2 separate regions of the Mus musculus genome follow, and region 1 is linked to region 2. The links are chromatin contacts, called in public promoter capture Hi-C maps. All regions are on one chromosome and are shown on one strand. Each heading gives the region's core, a stretch centred on a gene start, on an enhancer-like site or on the middle of the called end of the contact. The rest is flanking DNA. Distances are from core to core; before and after follow the strand shown. Region 1 overlaps Fam193a (family with sequence homology 193, member A). Region 2 overlaps Rnf4 (ring finger protein 4).

Region 1 (2,979 bases), core at 195-2,694, 65 kb after region 2:
CATTATATAGAACAGGCTGGCCCCTTAACTCTGAGATCCCCCTTTCTCTGTCTCTTGAGTGCTGAATTAAAGGCATATGCCATCACTCTCAGACTGTAAGCAAACTTGAACATGTTTGACTTCCTACACTCAGCTGCTGGACTCTTCCATACTGCCCTACCTACCTTGAGCAAAAGGATTGTCAGCCAGATAGCTGGACTAGCCTTACACCAGCACTAGCTGTTTTAAACACTCCAAAAATGTCTTGAGAAAAATGAATGCATTGTAGCTGACTGGTTGTCTGTACGGTCTGAAAGCACAGCCTCAGCCAGTGCTGTTTGAAAAAATTAGGCCAAACAGATCAAACAGACGAGGCATCGTCAGGTTCCAAACCACCATATTTTGGTTTCAGAGCCTGTGCCTTTAACCACTGTGTGCTCTGTTTTTATGTTGTTTGTAATGATTGGATACCTTTACTAAAATATTTGAAGTATCTATACCAGAGAGTGGACATACATTGGCTTTTTGGCATTGTATATATAGGAAAGAAACAATAAAGGGTAAGTTAGTGGGAAAAAAAACCTGAAGTACAGTAGTGAACACTGTTGGAGTAAGCTTAAAAATACTTTTGAATTTTATACCTCATACTGTGGTAAAAGTATAAAAATGGTAAAATAAAAGGGACAGAGACTAAAGAGGTAGGCACAAATTAAGGTTATGATTACTATGAGGGTTTTCCTTAGACTTTTTTGTGTGTATACACACATCCACGCATGTGGAGGTCATAGATTGACATTGTTGGTCTTTTCTAGTTGCTTTCCACCTTATTTTTTGAGAACTTTTTTTTAATGTATGCTCTATGGCAGTGTTGTTCTGAATATTTCACATAATAATTTACTCAAAACCTCAGGGCCTCTCATAGAATCTGAAGCTCACTCATTTGGCTAGATTGATTGATTGATTGATTGATTGATCAGTGCACCCCAGCGCACGCTGTCTCTGCATCTCCAGCAGTAGGATTACCAGCATGTATCACTGCTCTTGGCTTTTTATGTTGTGGGAGCATTGGACGTGTGCGATAGAACTCAGGATCTGAGGCTTATATAGCAAGCACTTTACTGATTAAGCCATTTTCCCTTTTGTCAGAACTCATAATCTTTAATGTGAACCCTAAAGTTCTGTCTGTCTGTCTGTCTGTCTATCTATCTATTAATCAATCAGTCACTTTGAGAATGCTATATGTGGTTTAGAATAGAGGGAGGGACACATAAATCTCTTTTGTCTTTTCATTTATTGTGTAAATTAAATATTTAAATTTACCCTGAAGTTACATGTGGAAGTTACCTGATTCTGAAAGGGAAAGAACTTTCTCAACTGGTAGAAAATGATAATCTTGACCTTTACTCATGAGGCATTAGGTCAGCTGATGGCTTGGTTTTGGTCTTTTCTTGCCAAGGTGCAGTTTTGCTGTTTCAGAATTTGTTTTGCTCTTGACATAGCAGTTTCAGAGTGTTAGTTCATGATGAGCATGGCGGCAGGCAGGAAAGCAGGGTGCTGGAACAGTAGCTAAGAGCTTACATTCTTACCTTCAAGATTGACTGAGAGACACTAATAGTGGGGTTTTTTGGGTTTTTTTTGTTTTGTTTTTTAGCATCACTTAAACCTGACATTGTCCCAAGAAAAAGTAGGTTCTGCTTATCTCACTTGTTCCTTTTGGTCTTTGTTGTTCTCCTTTTGTTGGCAGTTTGAATGTCTAAATGGCATGAGAATGCATTTGAAGGCTTATCTAGCCCAAACCTCCAAACTCTTCCACATTCCTTCCACAAACTAGCTCTGAACCTATAAATCAGAGTCAGATTTATCATATAAATGATCCTGCTTCAACGCTCTAATAAAGTACCTGATGGAAACAGCTTGAGGTCAGAGGTTTATTTGGGTCTACAGCTTGAAGGTACAATCTGTCGTTGTGGGTAAAATAGGGTGGCAGAAGCAGTAATCTATGCTGATGGAAGCTTACCATCCATCTTTGTAGAGGCCAGGAAGCTGGTCATTGCAAATTTCACATTGCCTAGTGAAGAGAAAATAATCGTCCTATTTTGAAAAATGGTGTCCAATTTGGGCAGAACATAACCAGGCAGAAGGCACACTAAGGTTAGCGGATGAGCACTATAGACAGAAGAACAAGTACAGTGAGTGACACAGAAGCAGAACTTTGTCCCAGACAAGTTGGAAGGCTTTGATAAGAAGCAAGGAATGTATTCCAAAGTGATACAGAAATGAACAGAAGATTTTAGGCAGGGGAGCCCATGAACTCTCTCTGGTTGCTATTTGAGAGTGGATAAGGGCAAGTGGAAGCCAGTAGAGAGCCTAGCAGTCCCCAGGTGAGAGGTGACAGGTTACACTGAGTGGCAGGTTGGGAATGTGCTAGTTTGAGGTGAGCATGGATGTGGGCATGAGCTGGGAGAGAATAGTCAGTCTTGTACATTAGTTGACTGATCTGCTGCTGTTGAGAAAATCTGGTGATTATCACCAGAAAAAGCTTTGCCCGCTTATCTCTGGGCAAGAGTGATGGCAATCATCTGTAGAAGAGAGGATAGGAATAACAGTAGTAGAGGCTATGTCTCATGTCCTTATACTTCTCTATTCCAGAGTGGAGGAGGAGGCTCAGGAAGGAGGCATTTAGGGTCTAGGTTGTTGTCAAGCTGACTGGCTTTTTTTGGCTAAAAGGTACTTGCTCTAGGTTACATGTAGCTGAGTCACAATAGCAGGAATACTTGTAGGCTTGATGTCTGACCAACACTAGGTACTTATTTCCTCTGGTCTAGGATGCTAAATGGATCTTCTCATTGTTCAGCACCTATTTGTGTGGGTTCTTTGCTGATGACAGCTCCTTCTCCCATGTGGGAGTGACAGTACAGTTCCCTACGGTATCTCTTGGGTAGGAAGTTCTTGGGTTCTTGAGTTCTTCCACTTCAGGAGTCTGATACTAGTGTCGATGTG
Region 2 (2,896 bases), core at 245-2,744:
ATCGATGTTTTCCAACCCAGCCCTATCTAGAAGCTGCTGATTTTTTTCTGAGGTTCCCCATAGCCACTTTGTACTGCTGCACCTGGGGAAGTCCTGTCTGTCACCTGTCACACAGACAGCGTTCAAAACTCTTGAGTGTACTGCTTTTTCTGATACAACCCAGGCCCTTCTTTGTTTCACTTGTCTCTTTGGTGATGGGTGGGTTCGGGTCTTTGTAGAAAAAGGGATACTTTAAGGCTGTTCTTTTAATGTCTTCTAGATTGTGCAGAATGGGCGTCTCATTGTTTCTACAGAATGTGGCCACGTCTTCTGTAGCCAGTGCCTCCGTGATTCCCTTAAGAATGCTAACACTTGCCCAACTTGTAGGAAAAAGATCAACCATAAGCGGTACCACCCCATTTATATATGAAATGTTCACAACTGCTCAGGATAGACCAATGGACAGACAGCCAGGCTGGCCTTTTCTGCATGGTATCTGCCTCCAGTTTCCTGAGCTCAAAAAGACTTTCAAAAATCAATGTCTGATGTAAACTGGTCTTTTGTTTTCCAACCCCTTAGATCCTTTTGTTATCTCGTTTGATGCTATGGAGCACGGTCCAGGGATCCTCCTAGATCAGCTCAGCATCACTGCCCCTTTGGGTGGTCTGAGCCCAGAGTAGGGAAAAAAGGAGTCGGGCATATTGGGGTTGAGCATCATGGCTCCAGCCTCTTTATGGAGCTTACATGTTGGCCAAGTAGTTTCCCTGTTGGGAAAGTTTGCCCCAGCTCTTGTGTGTGCAGAACCTTCCCAAGGCACCTGTCAGTTAGCTGTTCTGCCTGCCAGACAGTGACCTGGCCAGACAGCCCAAATAGCCCAAGGATACCAGTGCATGAGCTGCCCACGAAAAGCCACGAAAAGGTGGACTTTTAGTTTCCTTCCCACGAGAGCAGAGGTGACCTATGATTCCGCCTGAAACTCATCATTGGTGTGCAGTGTTTTCTGCAAATCCAGTGACTCTGCAGGACGATCCTGTTCCCTAAGAATGAGAAAGTGCAATAAAACCCGTTCTTCACCTGCTCTTCAGCAATCTGGAAGCTGTAGCACTGCTGGTATCCTCAGCCCAGTGTCGCCTATGGGAGCAGTGCTCATCCCACCCCATGTCTGTTCACCAGCTGTTCTCAGGAACCCTACCCATGCTCCAAAGTTCTTTTACTGGCACAGAACATTGAAGGCTAATAGGACAAGTGTTTGAGTGTCCTCTCTTTAATGCTAAGATGGGTCCTGTGTTGTCTACAGTGCCCTCCAACCCTCAGTTTTTCAGTTCCCACTGCCTAATGTCTGCTCAAGCATAGTATAATAGGAGGTGGTAGCAGTAGCAATGGCCTTATCAGCTGTTCACTTACATGCTTTTGCCCAAGTCACCGTTGCCCATTTGTCAGAGGTGTTGCCCTACTCAACCTCCACTGCCCTAGCTTTTCCCACACCCCTTGAATAGATAGGTATTTCCAAAGCTGCTTGCTCTTCTAGCCAGTTGAGCTTTGATCCTCTGGACTTTTGACTGCTCAGTGGGTTTTGGTCAGCAAAGCATGGTGCCTCTTCCAGTGGGACCACATAACAATGTCTGCTCCACCGTATATGTGTGGGAGACTCTGGTGCTCACGGAGACAGGTGGAAAATTGCCCCTGGGGACACCAGGCACAGGGCGGCTTGTAGAGGATAGGCCTTGAATGCCAGCCTGCCTCCACCTCCACACTACTTCCTCAGAGGGCTTCAAGCCAAACCAATAGCCTTTTTGTGTGAAACATCTTTGAGGTGGGAAAGGGACCACTGGAGCTTTGCTAGCAATAACTGACTTTCAGTGTAATGTTCTGAAGGAGCAGGGACTCAGCACAGAATTCACTTTAAATGGAGCTGAAGGAGTGGCCCTCCTCTATGTGAAAAGAAAATAGTTTTATTCTTCATTCTGACTTTCTAGCTGTTTGACTTCAGTTAGTTTGAATGAGAGTAATAGGTTTTTTTTTTCTACATGGACTCAGAGGGTAAGAGCATTAGCTCTCATCATTGTGATGTGTGTGCTCTCCTCTCCCCCTTGGATGTCACAGCCATTGATTTCTTTGTGGGCCTCATGGACTTGGTCTTGTTAGTCTAATGAAAGCCAGACTTCAAAGAGACAAGGCAACCATGCAGCCAGTTCACCAGTAAATGTGGTAACACCCACTTAAAAATTTGTTTTCTCCTCAAGGACGGTGTATGAAGTTGATCATAAAAGTTCTATTACTTTATCCTAAATTAAATTGAGAAAAAGATGTGTTCTTCTAATCAGACACTGCATTAATAGGGAAAGATTGGTATAGAAAAGATTTTCTTTCCTTTTTACTTAATGTATATAGTTTAACTCTTTTCTTTGTTACATTTAAACTATGCTCATGGGTATCAGTCTGTTTTGGACTAGTATTAAAGATGGAAATAAAACAATTTGAACTAAGTATCTTTCATTTATTCAGTTATTCTTTGGAACCTTTTAGCTAAGGTGTGTGCTGTTCATTCAGTGTGACTTGTACTGTGTGTGGGTTGGAGAATTTCAGCTCATCCAAATGGTAGCATAGAACCACATCTCAGGCCTGGCAATGTCCAGTAACAAGAAAAACTAGAATAGTTTACTCTGAGAAGTGTTGCTGGCTGGAAATGAAAGTTCCAGAGATATTAGGAACAAGCTTGACCAAGATTGCAGTTGTTTCATGTGTATGAGTATTTTGCCAGCGTGTGTGTATGTGTACTGTGTGCATGCCTGGTGCTCGTGGAGGTCTGAAGAGGGTGTCCGATCCCTTAAGACTTGAGTTACAGATGGTTGTGGGCTGCCATGTAAGGGCTGGGAATCGAACCTAAGTCCTTTGTAAAGAGCAACAAGTGTTCTTA

What was found. Promoter capture Hi-C pulls out the DNA fragments that hold promoters and counts their contacts.
Region 1: a contact with region 2 is called in a promoter capture Hi-C map of liver, with 2.5 times the contacts expected there. The contact joins two enhancer-like sites. A contact is called at or near these places in 5 of 39 promoter capture datasets (cranial neural crest, embryonic stem cells, liver and 1 more), 2 of 484 Hi-C or Micro-C datasets (liver and nephron progenitors), 2 of 115 datasets of contacts at active chromatin or transcription factors (bone marrow-derived macrophages and embryonic stem cells) and 3 of 9 other capture datasets (adipose tissue, liver and pancreatic islet).

Annotation. Positions count from the first base shown.
Region 1 is chr5:34,416,032-34,419,010 of GRCm38.p6, forward strand. The region is part of intron 2 of Fam193a (family with sequence homology 193, member A); the gene reads left to right. Among named protein-coding and RNA genes, the nearest start is that of Fam193a, 48 kb to the left of the region's middle. Within about 2 kb of position 1,445, at least 4 of the 459 cell types and tissues checked have an H3K27ac peak or open chromatin away from gene starts, as enhancers often do. A contact at or near this core is called in liver, where this site is marked.
Region 2 is chr5:34,350,972-34,353,867 of GRCm38.p6, forward strand. It overlaps Rnf4 (ring finger protein 4), which reads left to right. Exons shown (of 8, transcript NM_011278.5): 8 at 260-2,474. The coding sequence ends at 409. Among named protein-coding and RNA genes, the nearest start is that of Rnf4, 16 kb to the left of the region's middle. Within about 2 kb of position 1,495, at least 2 of the 459 cell types and tissues checked have an H3K27ac peak or open chromatin away from gene starts, as enhancers often do. A contact at or near this core is called in liver, where this site is marked.